3 separate regions of the Mus musculus genome follow, and regions 1 and 3 are each linked to region 2. A link is a contact called in public HiCAR-type and HiChIP or PLAC-seq data. All regions are on one chromosome and are shown on one strand. The core of a region is the stretch at or near the end of the contact, and the rest is flanking DNA. Distances in the headings are between cores, read along the strand shown.

What was found. HiChIP or PLAC-seq counts read pairs in DNA pulled down with a chosen protein or histone mark. HiCAR-type assays count read pairs that join an accessible place to other places.
Region 1: a CTCF HiChIP or PLAC-seq map of the NIH/3T3 cell line shows a contact between it and region 2, with 22 read pairs. The contact joins two enhancer-like sites. A contact is called at or near these places in 6 of 15 datasets of contacts at CTCF or cohesin (the NIH/3T3 cell line, embryonic stem cells, large pre-B cells and 1 more), 52 of 484 Hi-C or Micro-C datasets (the AML12 cell line, the C2C12 cell line, CD8 T cells and 21 more), 8 of 115 datasets of contacts at active chromatin or transcription factors (the NIH/3T3 cell line, bone marrow-derived macrophages, embryonic basal ganglia and 5 more) and 3 of 9 other capture datasets (adipose tissue, embryonic stem cells and pancreatic islet).
Region 3: a contact with region 2 is called in a HiCAR-type map of fibro-adipogenic progenitors, with 2.3 times the contacts expected there. The contact joins two enhancer-like sites. A contact is called at or near these places in 1 of 15 datasets of contacts at CTCF or cohesin (the NIH/3T3 cell line), 3 of 484 Hi-C or Micro-C datasets (cerebral cortex, conventional type 1 dendritic cells and uterus) and 4 of 115 datasets of contacts at active chromatin or transcription factors (bone marrow-derived macrophages, effector CD8 T cells, fibro-adipogenic progenitors and 1 more).

What each region holds. Positions count from the first base shown.
Region 1 is chr11:108,364,104-108,368,500 of GRCm38.p6, reverse strand. It overlaps Gm36709 (a long non-coding RNA gene), which reads left to right. Exons shown (of 4, transcript XR_880267.2): 4 at 1,522-1,671. Among named protein-coding and RNA genes, the nearest start is that of Gm36709, 15 kb to the left of the region's middle. Within about 2 kb of position 2,695, at least 67 of the 459 cell types and tissues checked have an H3K27ac peak or open chromatin away from gene starts, as enhancers often do. A contact at or near this core is called in the HL-1 cell line, the NIH/3T3 cell line, embryonic fibroblasts and 1 more, where this site is marked.
Region 2 is chr11:108,212,433-108,216,386 of GRCm38.p6, reverse strand. All of the region lies in intron 2 of Prkca (protein kinase C, alpha), which reads left to right. Among named protein-coding and RNA genes, the nearest start is that of Gm11655, 41 kb to the right of the region's middle. Within about 2 kb of position 1,261, at least 176 of the 459 cell types and tissues checked have an H3K27ac peak or open chromatin away from gene starts, as enhancers often do. A contact at or near this core is called in the HL-1 cell line, the NIH/3T3 cell line, cerebral cortex and 4 more, where this site is marked.
Region 3 is chr11:108,060,421-108,064,401 of GRCm38.p6, reverse strand. The region is part of intron 3 of Prkca (protein kinase C, alpha); the gene reads left to right. Among named protein-coding and RNA genes, the nearest start is that of Gm51922, 50 kb to the left of the region's middle. Within about 2 kb of position 2,096, at least 42 of the 459 cell types and tissues checked have an H3K27ac peak or open chromatin away from gene starts, as enhancers often do. A contact at or near this core is called in cerebral cortex, fibro-adipogenic progenitors and uterus, where this site is marked.

The sequences.
Region 1 (4,397 bases), core at 1,446-3,945, 150 kb before region 2:
TGTCTTAGTTTCCTCACTGTTATTTCAAGGAACCAGTTCCAAGCTGAACTCCCAGTATGCATCCCTCTGGTTCTTTGTTCAGGCCACCCAAAATAAGATAACGATTAGAATACGAAAACCTGTGTGTTCTAGCATCGTTCTGTTGCTGTGATAAAACTCTGGCCAAAAGCAACCTAGAGGAGGAGAGGGTTTGTTTCAGCTCACAGGGAGGTGATGGCAGGAACTTAAGCAGGAACTTGCAGCTGAGATCATGAGGGGTAACTGTGGGGAGAGAGTGTCGCCTGGACACAGCAGGGTGACCGCATATATGAATGCATGGTGGTTAGGATAGGATGCATGAGGCCTGTGTAAGCCACAGCCAGACCAAATCCCAGCTTGGAGAGCAGAGCCAGGCACCCCTAGCCCTGGAGTGACTGACAGCTGTAAACTGCTATGGAAGCAAGGGTCCATTTTCTCTAAGAGTGTAGCCCCTAACCCCCTGTAAGTCAACTGTACTCTAGTGAAGGACAACAAATCAAAGAACATTTTGGACAGCATGAATTGATCTTGAGGGTTTTTGTTTTATTTTTGTTTTGTTTGACACAAAGTTGGGTGGGTTTTAAAGTGGGGTGAATCTGGGAAGTACTGGGGGGGGGTAGTGAATATGATAAAAAAAAATGTACGAAACTCTCAAAGTACTAATAAAAAGGAAAGAAGCCATGGAGAAATGCTGCCTGCTGGCTCACTTGCAGACCCATCCTTGGCTAGTTTTCTTATACAGCCTAGAACCACCTATGCAGGGGATGGTGCCACCCACAGTGGTCTGGGCACTCCTATGATTAACAATCAAAATAATCCCCCTCAGATATTCCCCCTGGCCAGTCTGATATGGCCAACCCCTGGATCTCGAAGTCTTAGCTTACTCTGGGTTGTGTCAACTTGACAGTTAAAACTAGAGGGCCGTGAGTTTCCAAGTCTGTTCACCTGTTCTCAGGCATCACGGAGGAAAAGCGTGGTCTCTTCAGTTTTTGTAAAGGCAGATGGGGTCAATGGCATTAGTGGAGGAGAGAAGCAGTTTGTTGATGGTGTGGGATGCTATCAGGAACCCTTCTAGCCTATTTTTTCCCACCACAGCCACGGAGAAGTGGCTGCTGTCAAAGAGGATGGTGACTTGCTTGGGGTTGTCCAGTAAGCAAAGGACAGACAGGCTGATCTGAAGCCAAGTTTGTGGGTTCCAGCAGCTCTACTCTTTAACTTCCTCCTCCTGCCAGCCTGCCCTACAGTGCTCCTCTCTGCAAGAAAGCAATTCCCTAATGGCACAGTGTAAGAATGTCTTCTTGGCTCTCCATCCTACCACAAAGGAAGCCAATGCTGTTTCATTTTGGTTTTTTTTTTTTTTTCACTCCTGCAAATTTCCCATTCCTGGCAAATGGCTAGATGGCTTTTCTTGTTTTCCCTGGATAGAAAGCAATTTCCAATTGCTTTTCAGCAATCGTCGATTGAACACGCACCTCTGTTTCTTGTTCTCTCCCACACGGACAGGCTGCCTCTAACACAGCCCTATAGGACAAGGAGTGTCTCTGTTGAAGAGTAAGGCACCGTTTCCTGGTTGAAATTCAGCATACATGCCTCAGTGGTAAATGCTCTAACACGAAACATCAGGCGTGTCTACCTGCTGCTGTGCACTGCTCCTGGGGTGTTGGCCATAAAACTGAAAAACTTTCAAACTGCTGTGAATCAATTGCTTCACTCAAGACCCATGACATGTATGTTAACCAAAACAAACAAACAAACAAACAAACAAACAGAAAACAGAAAAATAGTCTGTACTAGCAATGGAGAAAATGAAGACACCAAGATTTGGTGGGAAGAATAACTGAATGGAGTGGAAAACCCAAGTTTGAGTCCAGGCTCTGTCTTTTTCTCTAGCCCTTTGAATCTGACTAAAGTAATTGATTTCTCTGAAGCACAGAATGAGGTTTTGGTGAAGATTGAACCAGACTATATTTACGAATGCTTTCTATAAATATTATGGGGCTAATGAGGTGGCTCAGCGGGTAAAGGTGCTTGCTATAAAAGTCTGGGAACCTGAGGTAAGTTCTGGAACTCAAATGAAGGTGGAAGGAGGGAGCCGACTCTACACAGTTGTGCTCTGGCCTCTGAATAAGTGTCCTGGCACATCCCCCCTGCCTCCCTCCACCACTAAATTTTAGGAAAGGTTAGGTTTGTCATTACTGTTTCTACAAAAAGGCTATAATATATGTTTCTATTTTCTGGCAGAGTAGGCTGATATCTGGAAGACAGGAAAACTTAATAGTATCTTTGCAAAAAGAAACAAACAAACCAGAAATCAAAGCATTGGCTTACAGACTCTATCACCTGAATAAAAAGACTATAGGAGCTCACTAAAACCACATATAAATCCCAGACAGCCTGGATGCTTTAAAGGGCTACATCTCCAATGCTGGCTCCACAGTGAAAAGTGGCAGATCCAGCTAGTGACTTAGTCAAAGTACAAATTCTCAAGTCCCACCTGGACCCATAGAATCTGGAACTCAGAAGGTTGCACACTGTAACCTATATTTAAGAGGTGCTAAGGTGAGATTTTGGTGGCTGAGGTATGACGGCTGCTTTAATACGAAGCCTCGGGGATAGAGGTGTCATTTAGCTGGTAATGTGTTTGCTTAGCACACGTGAAGTTTGAACTCTAGCACCTTGCAGCTGGGTCATGGTAGCACGTGCCTGGAGTGCCAGAACTCAGTGGGTAGAGGCGGGAGGGCTGGAAGTTCAAGGTCACCCTTGGCTACAAAGAGAATTCAAGTCCATCATCGAATATAAGAGACCCTGTTTTTTAAAAAAGAAAGAAAGAAAAGAAAATATGCAACCTCAGTTGGTCTTAGCACAAAGGAGGTAGGTTTTACTGCTCCCGAATTATTGTCCAGAAAACAGAGGAGGCTCAGAAGAGAAGTAGACATTATTCAAAGTCTCAGGAATTTGCTTGACTGCTACAAGCCTCCTTACCCCTCTGCCCACTGCCTTCTAGAAGGATTACGTGTCTAAAACAGTCCTTCCAGCAGCTGACTCAGTAAGCTGGCACACACTTCCAGCCTAGCCAGTTGAATGACCACAAGGTATCAGGAAGATGTGTCACTAAGCAAACAATCCCCGCAGAGAGATACACTGTGCCACAATGAGTCTCTGAAGCCCAAAGTTCCAGCTCTGGGGTGGGGCGAGGCAGGAGCGTTGGGGGGATGGGGGGATGGGGGGAGGGGGGGAGAGGGGGAGGGTGTGTGCCACAGGCGTTCCCCAGCAACCTCCAAGGGCATATCTTTTCCTACTTGGCTCTTCACTATGTTAAACAAACAACTACGTGGCCCTGACCTTGCAGAAGCCCCACCCGCACCCCCCAGAGTCTGATCTCAACCCTGCCTGAGAATCCAGGCTTACTGCTTTTCCAGGGATCTCCACTGAGCATGTGGGCCTCTCAGCTCTCCCCTGAATCTTGCCCATGTGGAAACCTGTGCATTCTCACCCTGCTTCAGCTAAGAGGAGCCCCAGAAATCTGGCTCCTCCTAAGACAGGTCAGACTCTCCTCTGCCCATCCTCTGCAGCTTCAGAGTCTCTGGATATGTCATCCAGTGTGCCAGAAAAGGCGATTAGGAGCCGTTCTCAATGTTTTATGCAGAAACCCTCATCTCCCCAAATGCATTTTCCATTTCACTTCTAGGGAATCCCCAAACCTACAGTGACAACAATCTATTCGACACTTCCACTATACCCATGTTGTGGAAGTGAGAGAGCTCCCCGTCATTCGGGAGAATGTCCTCACTGATCGCAAGTCTCCAAAGGCCTGGCTGGGTGAGGGAAAGGAACTTTTAGAAATCGGGGCTCTGTTCAAGCCACCAAAGAGCCTGACTGGTAGGTGTCTAGGCTACTCTCTTTTCTTCTGCTTCGAGCTCACTTCTAAGCTGACAAAGCAGTTGGAAGTACCGTGTTTCAGCCTGGATGAGATACCTCTCCAAAGAAAACAGGAAGAAGGGACAGATGACACTGGGTAGCAGTTACTAGCACTGGTATTTTAGAAAGCTACTGGAATAGTGAGTTGTGAGGTGAGAGATGGGGACATCACACAGACGATTAGAAGCTCAAGTGATCTGTGGATTACAGTGAGCAGTGATCTTTGGGAGGATGCGGTCACTAGAGTGCAGGTCTGGAGCAGAGGACAGCTGACAAGGGTTAAGGAAGAGAAGATGCAAGAACCAGGCTTCTCTAGAGTGTTTCCGAAGAAAGACATCTGGGCAGGCAGCTCAGTTGACAGAGTGCTTTCTCTCAGCGCTGGGTCCAGCAGAACACAAACCAGCTGTGGTAGTGCACATCTGTAATCTTTCTGAGCCATCTCTCCAGACCCCAGCTCCCTG
Region 2 (3,954 bases), core at 12-2,511:
ATTAGCACACAGACATGCATACAGAGCACACAGACGCACATACAGCAGCATACCGGAAACACATGCAGAGCACACCAGACACACATACAGAGTATACCGGAAACACTACAGAGCACACCAGACACCACAATGACCTCAGTAAGAAGCCAGCAGCTTTTCTGCCTTGCTTTTCTGCCTTAGGCACCCAGTTCTCCAATGGGAAGCCGTTCTGCCCAGTGTTTGCCTGTGGTGGGTACTCACGCTCAGGCAGCATGAAGGTGTGTGCAGAGGCTAAATGTCATCTTTGGATGCCCTCGATTATAATTCTCCTCCATACTTTTTGAGACAAGTTCTCTCAGTACCCCTGAGGCTTGTTAATTTGATCTGTCTAGCAAGTCCTGGGGATCTGTCTGTCTCTTGGTTCTTTCTTGGGATCTGGGGATTCAAACTCGGGTCCCCATTCTTGTGCGGCAAGTACTCTCCCCACTAAGTGCTAGGAAACCATTGTCAGTTCTGTAACCTGAGAAAACACAGCGCATCTACTGCTCACTGCTGTGTGCGGAACCCTGTCCCTCACGCTCGCAAGGATTCTGGGGCAAGCCTGTACCTTTCTCTATGGTCAATGGGTAGACTTTTTCAGCAATCAAGCTGCACATGTGGAAAGAATTTCTGTGTGGGTGGAGGAAACATCTGGCAGCCGAGCAGAGAGGTGGGGACTGGTCCCTCATGGAGTGACTGAGAGCTTGAAGCTCAGCCAGAGGCCCTGTGTATGCGTCATGTGCTACTGGCAAGCTCTCCGACTCTGGAAGCCCTCGCTGGACTCCTAGGCAATTGCTTAGGGAGTTTGGGGGACAGGGGGCCTCTGAGTTATTCTGGAAAGTTTCCAACATGAACAGCAAGCAGCTGCCTCTCCCTTCCAGGTTCTTTCGCATTCATCACAACACGGGACAAACTTCTTGGCAAATTATTATTCATATTCAGTTTGCTACATTGAACGTTACAGAAATAAATAAATCAAAGATAGAACCCATGCTGCTGAGAACTGATAAGTCTCCCACTAAAATTCAGACATCATTTTTTTTTCCATAAAGCACAAAGATTTAGATGTTTGAGATTTTAAATGAAGTTGACCTTATTTCGTCTCTCCAGTGCAGGGGACAACAGTGGGACCTGGATCAGTGTTACTAGAAAAAGCTTGGCCTGGGGCATTCCCTCCCACAGGGGTCAAGGAGGGAAAGTCTCAGTGGGAATTCAAACTTTAACCCTTCTTCTTCCTAAAAGAGGCTGGGGATGACTCATGTCCTCAGGTTGAAGTTAGCTGGCATTTGATGCTGGAGAGTAATTCGTTTCTCCTTGTAGGAAGGAATGTTCGAATTGAAAGTAAAACCACACTAGCACCCAAACAGAAACTGCAAGAGAGGGTTGGTCGCGTGGTCGTGCGCTGTCTCCTTAGCTTCTCTGAACTTGGGTTCTAATGGTGGCTCTCTGCATAGGTGTAGCAAGTCTTCTCATTCTCCCGCCTTTGAGCAACTTGCAGAGGGTGACCACCCATCTCAACTGCTGGTGAGAGATGGTGTGGGGAGGTTTTTAAACTGCAGAATACCTTATAGACTTAGACCCTAGCATTGGACATCATTATTACCTTGAACAGTCGAGGTTCAGCGACACCAAGGAGCTTGAATAAGGCATTGCCCTCTTGCTGTCTCCCCACTGCACGCTACTACAGCAGATTTTACTTGGAATAGTTATTAAATATAGCACAACATTCCTGGTTGGCTTAAGGTAAACAAGCCCAGTTTCATTTGTAAACAAGAGAATCAGTGGTGTCTTACTTTATAGTGAGCACAACACGTAGGGGAACATTTTTTCTTGAGCTCAAGTAACTATCAGAAACAGTGCCCATACTTTTAGATGAGAAATGGTGGCTGAGATGGTCTCTCAGTGGTGGAGCATCTGCCCTGCACTGAGGAGACTGTGGTTTGGTCCCTGGCACCATAAAAACAAACAAATACAAATTCATATAATAAAGGATGCTTCCTTTGCTCTGCAGAGCGCATTTGTCCAGTTCCTCCCCTCCCTGTTCTCTTCCCTGCTGCGACACCTTTGCTCTTGAGAATGCTAGCTTGCTGTTCCCACATTCCTTCTCAGCTTCTTTCATATTTCTGCTCAGCTAAAATACAAGCTGAAGACATGATGCCTCTCAAACAACAAAGTTAATCAAATAAATATATATTTTCTGTTGGGTATTTTGGCCTTAAGAAAATGACAACGATATAGAATGGGCTTTTGCTTTATCTGGGTTTGTCCCTCATAGTTAACTGCAAGGAAAGGTGATGTATAAGAAAATAAGCAAGCCGGAAAGCAAGCAAGCTACTTTTTGTTGTCCGTGAGTCAAAGCAAAACTTCTTGCAGCTACATGGCTGTTTCAGAAGCGGAGGAATTCCGTGTTCTCATTTGGTAGGGCAGGCTACATCTCTGGCTGCCAGGAACACATCTGAGAACAGTGGCTTGCATTTGGCCGAGCAGTACGCTTCTGAAGATGCACTTTTCTTCATGGCGAACCAGAGTGGACATCTCGCTCAGGGCCCAACACTGACATGAGCGGCAGACAGCTGATATCTGACTTTAACAAGAGCACTTTCCTCTACTTGGTTCGGTCCCAACATCACCCTGACCTGGAGTGGATGCAGCAAGGCCCTGCAAGGCATCCAGATCCGAGTTGTGGCTGGACAAAGCACCTACCCTGAGCTGGTCCTGCGAGGGATGGTAGGAAGCTGGAAGTAAGAGTTGACCCTCCCTGGAGTCCAGAAGAGTGGGGACCAGCGGGTATCCCACTCACTGCTCCCTCTTACCTCCCAGAGGACCATTTCTCTGTTTTCCAGATTCCTCCAATGCTTTGCTGTCTCTCCCCCGAGGAAGCATGGAGGGAATATAACTCAGCCCAGGTCCCTCCTGGGCTGTAATTTTCGATTTGGTCTTAATCCAAGCAAGAAGGCCACAGACTATGGTGGGGTGCCTTGTGAGGACAGAAAATGTCACACCACAAAATGCCAGGGAGTCTCCATAGTTATGGTTTCTCTCTTTTTTTCCTGTGGTCACCACTTTCAAGACCCCTCCCAATCTGCCCCTTCCCCACCCCTCCCCTCCCACACTGTATCTGGCCACAGACAGATTATATTTCGGCCTACCCATGGCATTCTGAGTATCTACTTGTTACCAACATATTTGCTGAAGACAAAGCCTGTTATGTTACCAGGGCTTGCTAGGAACACATCTTCCCATTCCTTTCTTGCTGCTTCATAGCCAGGGTAGTGATTTGTTTAATGTAGGAGTAGGTGTGATGGACACCAAATTTATAAAAGAAAAGAAAATTATTAAGTGATTAATGTTCATTAGAGAAAATAAAATATAATGAAAACAAACACAACCCATCTATCAGATAACAGCTTTCCTGTGCCCCCCTCCCACCCTTCGCATGAATCTTAAAAAGCGGAGGTGGCTCAGTAGTTGAGGGCGCCATCTGCTTTCCCAGAGGGCGTGACTTTGATTCCCAGTGCCCACGTGACAGCTCACAACTGACTCTAACTCCAATCCCAGAGGATCCAACCCCCTCTTCTGGCCTCCATGGGCACTGCAGGCACATGTACCCAGAAACACCTGTAAGAAAAAAAAACCCATACACAATTAAAAACAAATGAAGAAAAATATATTCATCTCTAACTTATCTGCTAAGCAACTGTTCTACCATTCTAATTTTATGAGTTAGTATTAATGATACGATTTTGGAAATTAGCATAATTTGGCTGCAAAATCTTTGTGAGGCTTTTCACATTTATTTGCCTCCCAAGCTGCCTAATTCTGTCACTTGTGCTACTGAGGAGTTGTTTGGAAGGAGGACAAGGAGCCGTCTGCAGCTACTTAAGCTGTAAGGATAAGGATGTGATGTGGAGTCCCTGGGGCTTTATTTCTGAAATG
Region 3 (3,981 bases), core at 847-3,346, 150 kb after region 2:
ACACACACACACACACACACCAGCCAAAGCTTGCCTTCCTTATTTATCAGATAAAAAGGGCTTGTGAAGCATCTGTTCACATGGACCCATTCTCATCTCCATCCTTAGCAGCTGCTGCCTCCTTCAGCTCAGGGATCATCCAAAGGCTAAATTCTGCCCATGGCTGGACCACTCGCCATCCTTAAAGATAGATTGCAAACTCACCTAGAACACATTGCCTTTAGTACGTACATAGAGTCCAGCCAGGAAGAATATAGGAAGTCCAAAGCTCCATCAGCATCAAAATCTATGCGGTGCAGATCTAAGGGCTTGTTTTTAACCAACTTCAGAAGAAGAAGAAGAAGAAGAAGAAGAAGAAGAAGAAGAAGAAGAAGAAGAAGAAGAAGAGGAGGAGGAGGAGGAGGAGGAGGAGGAGGAGGAGGAGGAGGAGGAGGAGGAGGAGGAGGAGGAGGAGGAGGAGGAGGAGGAGGAGGAAGAGGAGGAGGAAGAGGAGGAGGAGGAGGAGGAGGAGGAGGAGGAGGAGGAAGAGGAGGAGGAAAGAGGTCTTGGAAACATCTTGATAGGAATGTTGACACAGTTTTCCAGGGAAAGCTGGTCAAGCTATGATATTTAGAACTAAGAGATAAGATGCAGGCTAGCAGACGCTATGATAGAATTTGCATCCTCCCCTCCCCCTCTGATTGATTTTTTTGGAAATAATTCCAGATTTAGATTCACAAGTGAGATTTTATTTGTGCCTATGAGACAGCCTGTAGGCCAAGCCTCCATTTCCACCACGTACAGCAGGAGTTTCTGAGTGGAGCCTTTGAGCCTTTCTGTTAGAATGTAACAGGCCAGGACAGCATCTGCAGGACAGAGGGTTTTATACTCCCTTCAAACAGAGGCTGCCCAAAAGTTCAAGGAGCATTTACACATGCTTCGCTAAAGGGAAAGACCACTAACCTCGTTAGAGGGGATTACTCTAAGACAGACCCTTCTTTATGTACTAGGACCAAGCTTACCACACATGACCCATGGGGCAGTTTTCTCTAGAACCTTCAAGCAAAGTATGATAGAAGCTCAGTTCTGTGAGGATGTAGTTGCCGTGTGGAGCGTGGGTGTACCGTGACAGAGACAACTAATGCTAGAGATGGGCTGGGAGATTTGTGGACTCGGCTTTGCAATCCCAGAGAATCCTCCTCTGATTGTTTTGCCTTCTCACCCTGCTCCCTGGGGAGCTCAGAGATGCCGTTTATACTTCAACCTCAATAGCCTGTCTTGGTTCTATCGCAGTTGCTGATTTAGTGATGTTGGTTCAGAGATCTTTCCTTTGCTTCAGACTGCTTGGTTAGGGCGTGTGTGTGTGTGTGTGTGTGTGTGTGTGTGTGTATGTGTGTGTCCTCTGAAAGAAAACACTGTTCTTTCTTACTACCCCTGAATCAGCCGCAACAGGCAGAATTCTTGTGGCTGTGGCAGGTAGAAGCTATCACGGGCAAAGACCTAGGTGAAATACACTGGGTACTGCCACCAGGTAAAGGTGCCAGGGACTATGGGTGTAACAGAGAGGGAGCTCCAATGCTGTTTAGGACCCAAGGACCTGCAACACTTACACATAAACACACTTAGGCTTCAGCCCCCACTGAAGCTGGTGACTCTCCACCTGGAAGGCCCACAGCCTTTCAATCTCCCCATGACCCAGGCTGGCTGCACACCTGGCTGAGCCCTCAGTCAGCCAGATATTTGAAATGACTCTGTTAAGAACTGGCCACAGAGGTCACGACATGTGTGTTTACTTAGAGAGGAACTTTCCACTTCTACTTTTGGATAGATCTTTGGAGTCGCCCTCCTCAATCAACCCCTTCACGTGAGATCCGTCAGTTATGGGTCTCACGGACAGGTTCCTCTGTTGCTGTGCCTCTCGAGTCCATGCTATGTGCTCAGCAAACAAGACTGGATTCCCTCCCCAGCACACGGTCTATTCAATTCACATGTTGTACAATGCAAGCCCTTTGTTATAACCATGCATAGAAAATCTAGAGACCTGAGGATGCCGCAAGTCAGCTGGCGGCAGGGCGGCAGCATCTCCTCTCCACTAATGTGCTGTGGTTATGTAAGATGCTCTCGCTGGGAAAGCAGGATGAAGAGCAAAGAGGAACAGGCTGTACTTGTTTTGCAAATTCTTGTGAGTCTTAAGTGATTTCAAAATAAAAAGGGTTTTGTTGGTGTTTTCTTTTTCTAAATATCAAGACAGAATTGAAGGGACTATTTAGTACAGTTGTTTCCAACTTTAATCTTAGCAGCAGCCTCGCCTCCCCGCTTTGCTCTCTTCCCTCCCCACCCTCAGCGGCACCCGGCACCCGGCACCTCCTGACAAGCTCGGGGCCCTGTGAGACCTCATGTGGAACCCTATTCCCACCTCCATGGTCCAGGATTCAGATAGAGAAACCTGAGGCCCAGAGAAGGCCAACACTCTGCTCCTCAGAGGCTCTGCTATAAATACAGACGGCCTGGGCAGGTTTCTGCTCCAGTGGCTTTCTGTGAAGCATGGTGAGTCCCGTTTAGGTAACAAGGTTGTTTCTCTTGTCAGGCCTGGAGCCATGCATTACACGGGATGAGTTTCCATGTTTCTCCTTCATCCTTCTCCACAGGCAATAACATCAGCGTGACCTTTAAGCTGGGACCATGCATGAGCTAATCTGGGCCACTGAGCAGTTTCAAATTTACCACATAGGGTTGATTGCCAAGGAACTCTCTGGAGGGCTAGAGACAATGTGCTAGAAGCCAGACCGAAGAGATATTCCCCGTTCAGCCTCCATTCTGACCCCCAGTCAAGGCTGGAATCACCCAGATCACTGGATGTTTCCATAACTGTCCATGCCGCTGAAGTATTTTAGAGAAACCTTGGGCTTCGTGAAGTTTATTTCTATGGCTAACACCATAATAGCCTCTTATATTTTTCCAGCTCTTATCAAGTTGTAAACCCTTTGCATATGGTCATATGCTGCTGGAGTTCACATGAGCACATACACCTATTATAATTTATAAATAAAATTGAGGGCCCCCCATGCACTTTTGGTAGTGAAGGATTCTGGGACCTGGTGGCTCTCCAGACACCACACACACACACATACACACACACACACACACACACACACACACACACACACACACACACACACAAGAAGTAGAAGTCATGACTTCCTCTCTTTCTACATCTCCTGGCAGTTAGAGCCTGGAGATGCCATATGGGTGTCAGATGAGTGAGACTTAGGTTTTCCTGAAAGAGGGGCCCATTGCCCATGTGCCACATCAATAGAGATGTGTGTGAGAGTCAGCTGGCAGGACAGCCACCCCAGGGCTGACCTGACGGCCTGTGCATCCTCCAGTGGGTTTACAGTGAGCTGCCACTCTTCATTTGCTGCTAGTTGTTGATGCTGTATCTCTGCAGGCAACCTGGCTTCTTGCTTTCCCCCCAGCATCTTCTTTGCCCTCCACATTGTGGGGAACAACCTTCACTGTCAGCATGGGTCCAGATAATTGGTGCTGATGCTAGCCTGATCCTTCGGCATTCTGGCCCATGTCGCAGACATCGGAGTAACTGATCAGCTGCTCTTCACTCCATCTTCACAGCCATTTCTATCTAGGGAAAATGCTCCCACAAGGACATGGATCTTTTATAACCTGAAGAGGGGCCTTTAGAGGGGCAGGCAGTGGGTTGCTTCATGGGTATTGCTAATCATGAGCCAATGAGATGGCTTCAAGGGTAAGGTGTTTGCTTCTACACCCGAGGACCAAAATCTGATCCCTGGAAATCACATGGTGGAAGGGAGAACCAACTCTTAGAAGCCATCCAAGAACCTTCACACGCGCAAGGTGGCACACACAGATGCTCAAGTGCATGCACAATATACACTAAACAAACAAATGAACGAATAAGTTTACAAATAAAACAGTATTGCTGGTCATCACACATGTATTCAGCTACTACTGTGAGGTCCTGTT